2 separate regions of the Mus musculus genome follow, and region 2 is linked to region 1. Evidence: chromatin contacts called from public HiCAR-type data. All regions are on one chromosome and are shown on one strand. Each heading gives the region's core, a stretch centred on a gene start, on an enhancer-like site or on the middle of the called end of the contact. The rest is flanking DNA. Distances are from core to core; before and after follow the strand shown. Region 1 holds the start of Dhx30 (DEAH (Asp-Glu-Ala-His) box polypeptide 30). Region 2 holds the start of Ip6k1 (inositol hexaphosphate kinase 1).

What was found. HiCAR-type assays count read pairs that join an accessible place to other places.
Region 2: a HiCAR-type map of astrocytes shows a contact between it and region 1, with 2.7 times the contacts expected there. The contact joins the promoter of Ip6k1 here to the promoter of Dhx30 in region 1. A contact is called at or near these places in 3 of 39 promoter capture datasets (liver and maxillary cranial neural crest) and 1 of 115 datasets of contacts at active chromatin or transcription factors (astrocytes).

What each region holds. Positions count from the first base shown.
Region 1 is chr9:110,114,579-110,119,895 of GRCm38.p6, reverse strand. Dhx30 (DEAH (Asp-Glu-Ala-His) box polypeptide 30) reads left to right here and starts at 2,280. Exons shown (of 23, transcript NM_001252682.1): 1 at 2,280-2,538; 2 at 4,314-4,405; 3 at 4,735-4,860. It also overlaps Gm10615.
Region 2 is chr9:107,999,441-108,004,757 of GRCm38.p6, reverse strand. Ip6k1 (inositol hexaphosphate kinase 1) reads right to left here and starts at 2,110. Exons shown (of 6, transcript NM_013785.2): 1 at 1,936-2,110. 4930535L15Rik (RIKEN cDNA 4930535L15 gene) reads left to right here and starts at 2,339. Exons shown (of 4, transcript NR_166685.1): 1 at 2,339-2,482. Cdhr4 (cadherin-related family member 4) reads right to left here. Exons shown (of 19, transcript NM_001378391.1): 19 at 5,077-5,228. The coding sequence ends at 5,173.

The DNA.
Region 1 (5,317 bases), core at 1,031-3,530:
TTGTATTTATATGAGTACACTGTAGCTTTCTTCAGACATATCAGGAAAGGGCATAAGATCCCATTAGAGCTGATAGTGAGTCACTATGTGGTTGCTGGAAATTGAACTCAGGACCTCTGGAAGAGCCGTATGGTGCTCTTATCCACTGAACCATCTCTCCAGCCCCCCCACCCCAATTTGGTTCTTTCCTTCTACTATGTGGGCTCTGGTGATTGCCTTGCTGGTCCACTTTAATATATTTATATATTTTTCTGTGTATAAATATTTGTCTGACTATGTCTATGTCTAGGCAGTACTGATAGAGGAACAATTAGTTTCCTTGGAACTGGAGCTGCAGAGGGCTGTTAGCTTCAATGTGGATGCTAGGAATTGAACTTGGGTCTTCTAGAAGAGCAAGTGCTCTTAAGTGCTGAACCATCTCTCCAGCACCCACTTTCTACTTCATTGTGGGGACAGTCTTTCAATGGAGCCCAGGCTGGCTTCAGACTTGTAGCAAATGGGGGTTAATCCACACAGTACTACACTCAGAAACTTTGATCTATTTTCTGTAAAAGCCTACACATTTATTTAATCTGTTGGCCATAGTGAGCCATTGTAGTCTCAGGACATACTTCTCGACCAACACTCTTAGCACTCAGCAGTGGGCAAGCCTTCTCTTGTGTCCCTAGCACGTCACACCTTTCTAGTATTTATCTCTTTCCTTTGGCTCCCCCTTTTCCTCTTTTCTACTAGGATACTAGGCTTCCTGAGGCTAGGGTCATATTGTCTACATACCTGCCTATAAATAGCAGTCTCTCAAATTACCAGCACAAGGATTTGTTTGCCTGTTCGAGATCCAGTCTTGGATAACTCAAACTGGTCTATATGAAGCTTGCCTTGAAGATCCTGTTTCTATAGGGATTCCAAGTATGTACCAAACATGTTGGGCACTGCAGGGATTTCTATGTTTTGTTTTCAAGAAGCAATTCTTTGTTTCACCTCCTTCATTTCTCCTAGCCTTCTGTGCAATCTAGCAGGAAAATAGCAACTAGTATACTTTCCTTCCTTCCTTTTCTTTCCGTCTTCATTTGAAACAGGGTCTATGTTGCGCTGACTGGCCTGGAACTCTTCAGATCAGAGATCTGCATGTCTCTGTCTCCAGAATGCTAGGTTTAGAAGCATTTCTTGCTATGCAATCCTGGTTGGCTTCTAATTCCCAGTTGTCTTGCTCCAGCTTCGGACCAGCTGAAGTCACCTGTGCTGTGGCACACAGCTAACAATACATTTAAATGGCTGCACAAAAAATAGCATAGGAAAACGGACTGGAGATATGGTTCAGTGGTTATGAACACTTGCCTGATTAGTAGTTTTGTTGTTGTGTGTGTTTTGGTTGATTTGACACAAGCTATAGTCATTTGGGTAGAGAGAACCACAATTGAGAAACTGCCCCCACCAATCTGGCTTTTAGGCAGGGTGGAGGTTTTGGGAGGGTGCCTCCCCTGGGGAGATAGTAAATTCTGGGGCTGTTGTATCAGCCATGAGGCAGTAAGCAAGGGTTCCTCCATGTCTTTTGTTTCCATTCCTGATATGACATTACTCAGTGGCAGGTTGTCACCTATAAGGTGAGAAGTGGTATTTTTACCTCAGCAATAAAAAACCTAAGATAACAGCTGGCCGACAACAGCCTGTAACTCCAGCTTCCAAGGATCTGATGCCATGTCACTTGGTACCACACACATGCACATAGAATTTTCTTCGTCTGTTTTAAATTACGAGCTATTGTATTAGTTCTCCAAATATCACGAAAGGGCACATCCTCAAATATTGTCTTCCCAGCTGTGAACTACTGCCCAACGCCACTGAGTTTCCTTTATCGACGGCGGATTTCATTGAACCCATGCTTCACTCTGTTCAGAGGACAAACAGGCAAACCCCCTCCCCTCGCTCCTGAGTGTCGATGTGGCCTAGACTCGCAGTCGTCCCTCACCACAACCCCCCGAAGCCAGCAGCAAGCGCTACCCTGTCCTTTGCCTGGTTTATGTCTCTGTGAGGCAAAATCGCTCACCTCCCTAAAAGTGCAGAAGACCAAGGGGAGACGCAGGAGAGAAAAGGCGCGACGGACACAGAGCTGCGGCTGGGGATGGAGAGATGAGCCTGAGATGGTCACCCGTCCCCAGCTCCCGCCGGCTCTCGCCGGCTCCCACGGCACAGGCCACGCGCGTCCCCGGCCGCTCCGCCGGAAGTCCCGCCTGTGTCTGGGGCTACAGCCGCGCTCCCTCCAGCCAGTGCCCGGGTGCAGGCGCAGACTGACTGTCTCGCGCTGTGGGCTGAGGAACACTAGAGACAACCTAGGCAGCCGAACCCATCGCGAGCCCCAAGGCAGCGGCAGCCCGCACAGAGAGCCAGGCCGAACAGAGCCGGGGCCGCAGGTGGGACTTCCGCCTCGGGACCCGGAAGAGACCGCGCCGTCGCTGGTGGGAGTTGTAGTCCGGCCGTAGTTGGGGGGGCCCGCGGCTCATGCGCCGTGCACCGAGGCTTGTTTCACATCTGTAACAACAGGTGAATTGGGCTTTTTATTCTACCCTTTCGCGCCCCTTGAAGCAGCCTGACACGGTCGGGGGTGGTCGGCGCGAGGAGGGGTCCCGAGTCCGGCTAGCGGCCTGGCAGAGAGTGGGAAGGAGGAGCTGGCGAGCCCGAGGAGCAGGCCGGGCATCCTAGGCCTGCCCGGGAAGCCGGCCGGGCCGAGCCGTGGGCAGCCAGGCCTCGGCCTGCCGTTGCCATGGAGCCGGGGCGGGGCGGGGGCCAGACCGGTCCGCCGGGGCGGGCCTCACTGCCAGGGGCTCAGCGGAGGCCGAGAGAGGCGGCTTCATTGGCTCGACGACGCCTTCGCCTCAGGGGATGCTCGGTTTTCCCCAGGCTGGGCCCGGAGGAAGTCTCCGGAGTGCCCGAGACCTTTGTCTGCCCCTCCTCCCACTGTGCGGGTCAGGACCGTTCCTCTAAAGGGAGGCCTTGGTGCATTTTTGACTCTTCTGGTTTGCCTCCTTTTGCACCGACCTTGTCAGTGGGGGAGGCTAAGGGGTGAGGTGTTCTTTGTTTGCTGGTAGTGACTTGTCCCATTTTGCAGGGGAAGACCTAATGCATGGTGGGTCCTTTGTTTGCAGTGAAGTGGAGTTCCCAGGGGTCTTCAGAATCCTCAAGCCAAGAGTACAGCGTCTATGTGCTTTCTAGATAGTCCTTGTGTAAGCAATATTGGTCTTTTAATTGCGGCTTTCCAATGCAGAGACTGTTCACCTTACAACCCCCAGTTCATGGGTGTTCGCCATGCATGGTAGCAAATAAACTGCTGCCGTCCAGCTGCAAGGTCTCAACTTGTTTTTGGATGCAACCTACTGGCCAGAGTAAAATTACACCTTTTCTAATGATTTTCCTTGCAACGGTTTCTTGGAATGCAGTGACCCCAGCGCCATGTGCCATGCACCTCTTGACTACATCTTATAATTTATACTTAAATCTCAGAGTCTGACATTTCCAGGCAGGAGAACTCTTTCCTGATTTTATTATATATTATTATTTAGATTTATGATAATGCTTTTTACTTCTACATTTATATATTCTTTGACAAAGTTTCTATGTAGGTGTACCCCACCTGACACCCAAAGATCAAACTTTTCAATATTTTAATTTATGAAGCTATAGTCCAAAAAGTTTTATCCAGTTTTGGACCCCACTTATTCTTTCAAAAAATGAACATGATATATGCAGAATACAGGTTGATATGTAAGAAAAGTCGTGTAATAGAAACGTGTAAACCATGGGGTCAGAGTTCATTCGGTCCTGATGCTATGGGATCCTGGGTAAATTAGATATCTGTGCTTCAGTTTCTTTCTCCGGGAGAGAATGTTCTTCATAGGCTAGCTTCAGGGATTACATGAGGTCAAGTCTATGGGCGTTCTTTGTAAACTGTAAAAATGTTTTTGAGAATTTTGAGGGTATAATTTTCCCAGTCTGGAAGTATCATTTTAGATAGATTGGTATTATAGCCATTATGGGATTAGAAAAGCAAAGGGGCTTTTGCTCTGAGCTTGGAGAAAATGTTCTTAACATTTCCTTCACTTGATCTTAGCCAAAAGGCCGAGAAGCGATTCTTAACATTTTCTTAGGGATGCTCTGTGGCACAGTTCACATTTGGTGGGTCTAGAACTGGTCAGGGGCCTCTTGAGTGAGGCTATTGTGTTAAACCTTTTTAAAGTTAGTACATTGATGTCTATGATTGGTATAGTTTTGCCTCTGAGTGAAGGTTGCCAGTCCAGTGACCTTACCTTGTTATTTTCCAGGAGGCCCAGCCTCGTGATGAGGAATAGCAAGGAGAGAATTCAGCTCCAGTTTAAAAGCCTGCAAAATCAGAGCCCCTCCCTGCTTTTATAAGGTAAGGTGACTTAGCCCTGCTCATAGAGCCACGGTGTGCGTTTTGCTCTTCCACACCATAAAGCATGTAGCCCCCTTAGGAATAGCGTTCATTGTTACTGGCTTGAAGACATCCTGTAAGCAATCTACTAGAAGTTGTGTTTCCTCACAAGAAATTTTGACTTATTAGAATTTTATGTATCTCTATAAATTATATTTGATTGAATCAAATATTTTTTTAAAAACATTACCACATTATAAGAGAAGCACGTTTCTTTTGGATCTCTGTGAAATGTTCTAGAACACGATAAAATGAAATGATTTGATATCTTGAATCTCATATTTTTTGAGATGAAGACAGGAAAAGACTGTGGTATATGAAACTTTGTTGACAAGAGAGGATCCAGAGACTTTAAAAGCAAAACTCTGCTGGGCATGGTGACTCCTGTCTGTAATTCCAGCACTTGGCAGCCCAAGGTAAGAGGGTTTCTTTGAGTTCAATCACAGTCTGGGCTACATAGTGAGTTCTAGGCCAGACTAGGTAACAGAGTGAGACTTTATCTAAAAAACCTCCAAAAACCAAATTTAAAACAAAATCCAAGTCTGTTTAAGTGCAGATTAACTTAAAATTCCCTAGCAAGAAAGTATTGTTTATGGGCTGTGGATATAGCTTAGTGGTAATCAATTGCTTAGCATGAACAAGGCCTTGACTATAATTCCTACTACAAAAACAAAACAAAACAAATCCCAAACAAGCAAACCCTAAAACACTCAGGTCTTCTTTAAAATTAGGACGCCAAACTACACTCTTCTTTTAATTTGCATTGATGGTGTTGATAGGATGTAACTTCTCTATGTAAGTGGTGTTGTAATTGATTTTTATTAAAGTTTTATCTTATTGGTTGAAATTTCCAGCATACCTGGGGAAGAGGAG
Region 2 (5,317 bases), core at 861-3,360, 2.1 Mb after region 1:
GCCAGGCAGCCTGCTAAGTGTACACCTAAAGTAAGGATGACAGTGACTCTTGAGTTTCCAGAACAGCCTATGATACACAAGGAGAACCATCCAAAATAACCTAGAGTGCTGAATAAGTGCTCAAGTTTACAAATGAATTATGCAAAGACAGAGACAGGACCCACTACTATAGTAATGGTCTTCAAGATGCAGTACTTAAAATACCCATCACAGAAATGATGCTATTGTCTTTGGATAACCGTTGAATCTAGCATGATGCTGTATTCATATTCATGAGCTAATAAAAGCATTATAAGAGTGAAAAGTTCTCCTGTATTTTTATTTTCTTGGGACAGCAGTCCTAAGATAGGCTTAGACCAAGGAGAAACTTTAATGGGCACTTGAACTCCCTAAGACTGTACACATTAGTCAATGCTGCCAACTTGATTAATAGTCTCCTTCTATATCACTAAGAAATCCAATACCCAAAATGAAGTAAGAGGATTAGAGTTTGCTATTTTAGCAGAAAAGAGCAAAAATGTAAGTAACCCTGTGGATCATTTAATCCCCCCAGCCCCCCCAAAGAAGCATTAGGAGCTGGTCGTGGGGCAATTCAGACTTTAGCATCTCTCTCCCTTAATAACTATCCAAGAAACTTATTTCACCAAGGCTAAAATTTTATTAGTCATTCAAAAGATGAAAGGGCAATGAAATGCATAAATACTACTCAAGTCCCCTCTCCTCACAACTTGCTGCCTCGGCCGGCTGCATTCAGCCCAGTCTCCCAAAGGTATCATCTCCAGCCCAGGGTGCTGGTTTCTCCCAAAATTAAACGTTCAGAGGAGGCATGATCCTAACAGACATTACGAGCACACCTCCTGCTTGGCCTCCTTAATCGTCTTTTGTGGGTTTCATATGACGACAACATACAAGACACCTGTGTGGCGAACCTAAGGGACCCTGGGTAAAAATGTGATTTACAGCAGCCAGGACCCTTTCTAGAGCTGCATACTCTTTTGGGGATTGCCAGCCCCGCCTCCATCTTGACTCTAAGCTTGACTCGCTGTTTTCATCAAGCATCAACAGCTTTCAGCTCTGCTTTTGTCTGCAGACAGGGTCTTGCTAGGTAGCTCTGCCTGGCCCGCCCGCAACCCATGGCAATCCTCCTCCTTCAGCCTAGTGCATGAGCTCCCATACCCTAGTTCAGTTTTTGTTTTTAATAGTCCCAACACTCCTACGTCTCCTAACGGACTGTCTCTTTAAGAGACAAAATTAATCAAATCATCATCATCCTTATCCTCCTAAACCACATACTCCAAGTCGAGCACCAAACAACTTATACCCCAAATAAAACTCTGCCACTGTGGACATTTAGCTAGGTTCTTCAAGAAGCAGTAAACAGTGAGCCCTGAAGAGCACGGAAGACGCCGAGGGATCTCGGTGATGCCAGGCAGAGGATCATAGCCCTACCAAAAGCACAGGGCCCCGATACCACCCTCCTTGGCTCAGAAGGCATTTTAGGCCTGTTTCGTCTCATCTTAGTCTCAAGCGGCCTGAAAATTTACTCGCAGGAGTATGAAATCTTAAGAGCGACGTAACGTTTATCGCTGATTTGGAGGAACGTTACGGCCGGGAGAACGAGCTGGCAGCAACCACGTCTCAGCACGCCGGCTCTCAGGCACCCAGGGATTCGGTCTGAAAGGCAGGTTTCCCGGTACCCCGCCGGCCGGTCCCAGGGCTCAGGGCTCTCCGACCTCCACCCGGGCTGCCCACCCAGCCTCCGTGTCAACATCTGGGAGGCTCGGCGGAAGGCCAACCAGGATGCTGGAATGATGTTCCAGTGATGCTCGCCCCAAGTCCCGACCCTACCTACGCGCGCCAGCAACAACCCCGCGCCCGCCGCCACCCTCGCCGTGGGTGTCGGGCGGGTCTTTTGGCCCGACTCCTGTCACTCACCGGCCCGACTCGGGCAGCGGGCGCCCAAGGCTCCCCACGGGAGCTGGGCCCCCCGGGCCTCCAGGTCTCGGCCCGCCCCCCTGGCAGGCGGCGCTGGTGGCTGAGCCCCGCAGCAGCGGCCCCTCACCGGCCGCTCGGTCCAGCTCCTGGCGCTGCCCACTGGGTACGGATCAACAACAAGATGGCGGCCAGCCGAGGGGGCGGGGGCCGGGCGTCATAGTAACCAAGGACAGCAAAGAACCCGCCCCTAACTGAGGTTATCTCCAATCAATAGCCTCTTCTTGGGACGCCTGAAGGAGTTCTTCGCGTTGATTCGTCAACTGTTCCGTCAGTCAGGGCGTGCCTCTCGTGCAGAATGCCTGGGGCACGTGACTGTGACGGCAGGAATTGACGCATGCGCGCCATTCTCAGGTTTGCTAGCAGTGGAGCTTTTAGCAGCGATGGGGGTGATGCTGGAGAGCCCTTCGTTTTCTCACCTGCGCAATCGTTTCGGTTTTGAGCTGGCAGCGTTTATCATCCTCTCGCACACACTTAGGGAATGTCATAGGTACGGTATTTGCTTTGTCCCCTGCCTCTGTGCTTGGGATCGTCCCTAGTTAACTGGTGAGGAAACTGAGGCGCAGAAAAGAGCCTGAGCCAAGGTCACACAGTCTTAGGAAGTGGTGGCGATGGGTCCTTCTACTCTTCTAGCTCCGGAGTTAGTGTTTTCTAAGCGTCTCCCAGCGTTGTCTCTCACCAGTCCCGAGGCACAGCCGTCTGTGCTACCTCTTCGATTTCGGCTTCCCCTTTCCCCGGCTTATTTTGCATAAGAATTCAATCTGCAACCAGCTCAAGTCTCAGCACATAGTGATCGCTCTTATTTGCCTCAGAGCACCGTTAAGTTCCTGTGACACAGTGTCTTTTTGCCCTTGGCTATCATGATCTATCTCCAAGGCAAACTATGAGTCCGAAAATGACCATCCCTTGTTCTCCATAAGTAGACACCTAACCCGGGGCTTTTGGCTTCAAGGTTAGGATACATCACAGCACCTGGTCCCACACCAAAACGCCCTAACTCTGAGAACTTTGAGCTTTAGCTTCTCTTTAGTTGCTCTGTCTATAAAATGAAGATGAACAAGAAACAGACTTAATAAGCTCTTAGAGTAAGCCAAGTACTCAGGAAAAAACACTTATAGCCGCTCAGGCTGCTGAAACTGAAGTCTCTAACACTCTTCTTTTGATAGACACCCCATTAAGAGAGATGGTTCAGTGGTTAAGAGTACTTGCTGTTCTCACAGAGAACCTGGGTTCTGTTCCTAGCACCCACATCACCCAGCTCAAAGCTTTATGGGGGGTCTAACACCCTCTTCATGGGCACCAGCACACATGTGGCATATATTCATACAGACACACATACATATAAAACTAATTTTTAGAGTTTTTCTTAGGCAGAGCATGGCAGTATACACCTTCAATCTCTTGAGGGGCAGAAGCAAGCCAATCTCTTGACTTTGAGGATAGCCTGGTCTACATAGTGTGTTCTAGGCCAGCCAGGGCTACATCATGAGACCCTGACTCTAAAATAATAAAGCCCAGGTCATTTTTCCCCTCACAGAGGGCATTCATATTCTTCCTGGACTTAGGGTGCCATAACTGCTCCAAAATGGAGATTATCCAATTTTCTGATAGGGTTTAGGCCCACAGAGCTGACAGGAGAGGAACGACTGAGATAACTTGAAAATAGCTGGGCCATGGTGGCTCACGCCTTTAGGCACAGCACTTGGGAGGCAGAGGCAGGTAGATCTCTGAGTTTGAGGCCAGCCTGGTCTACAGAGCAGGTTCTAGGACAGTCAGGGCTACACAGAGAAATCCTGCCTTGCAAAACGAGAGAGAGAGAGAGAGAGAGAGAGAGAGAGAGAGAGAGAGAACTTGAAGCTAATACGGTTAAGCATACCCTCTATTCAGACAATAGGATCTCTTGGAGATAAACATGACGCCAGGTTGAGCATGGTGTCAGCACTGCACACAGTAAAATCTGTTCTCCAGGCTGTCACAAAACCCCTGGCTATGTGCAACAACTTAGATTCACACAGGAAGAGCTAAGCAATAGAGACTCAGAGGAAACAGATACAAAGCCAGGGGCTCAGCATCAGAAAGAGGCTTTCAGTAATCCAGGAACCAGGAACAGCTAAGCACAGATTCTCTGCTCCTTCCCAACAAAACCTCTCCACACAGTTGGCAGGCTGTCAATGAGGGCTGCTGGGACCCTCAAAACCCAGCAATGTTGAGCGGCCGAGAGAGCCCCAAAATCTGCAGTATATTTTAAGAAAAGTAAAAGCTAGGCAAGATGACCCTCACCTGTCATCCCAGTGCTGGAGAGGGGAGGACAGGCAGATCCTGGGCTTCACCATCATCCAGCCTAGGCCACTCTGTGTAGCCTACACTATCTCAACGTAGGGAGGGGACATGATATCTGAGTTTGTACTCTGTGTGTACACAAATGTACCAGTGTCAAACCAGCCATGTGACTATAATCCCAGCACTCAGGAGACCAAGGCAAACATGCAAGCTCCAAAACAGCCCAAACTACAAAAGTAAACCATGTATTTAAAATAAAATTTTGCCTGGAATGGTGATGAACACCTTTAATCCCAGCACTTGGAAGGCAGAGGCAGGTAGACCTCTGTGAATTCAAGGCCTGGTCTACACAGTGAGTTCCAGGATAGTTCAAGGTTATGTAGAGAAACCTTGTCTCAATAATCATATTTTTAAAAAGTTTTAAAGCAAGTCTTACTGGGTATGGGTAGCACACGCCTTTAATTCCAGCGCAGAGGAGGCAGAGGTAGGGGTATCTCTGTGAGTCCAGGCCAGCCTGGTCCACAAAAAGAGTTCCAAGCCAATCAGGGCAACACAGTGAGACCCTGTCTCAAAGAAGAAAAGTAAATTTCTCCAAGTAGACAGGTCAACTGGAGACCCTTCCATCACTGACAAAGATAAGAGCCTCTTCTACAAAGTATCAGCCAGCCACAAAAGCACGAAACGCTTTTCAGGGTAAAGTCATCCATCTTACTGTTCCACAGGAGATGGCTCTTGCTCCAAGTGACAACCAGGAAACACAGATCTCAGAGCTTCTCCCACACAAAGATTACAAGGTGGGCAGTGTTCTGTTTGCCGTCTTTATTACTAAATTGGTTTGGAAATCCAGGCTATGATCATGGGAAAAGGGAACTCCCCACAGAGTAAAGCAGCTACTCCGCCTCACAGCCAACGCCGGGCTCCCGTGAGTGTGTTGAACAGGTAATCTCTCCCCATACCTGAGCCCAGATGGGCAGGAGAGAGGAGAGAAGAAAAGATGGCTGGCTTCAGCAGTGTCGTCACCCCTTGCACAGTGACCCAAACTTAT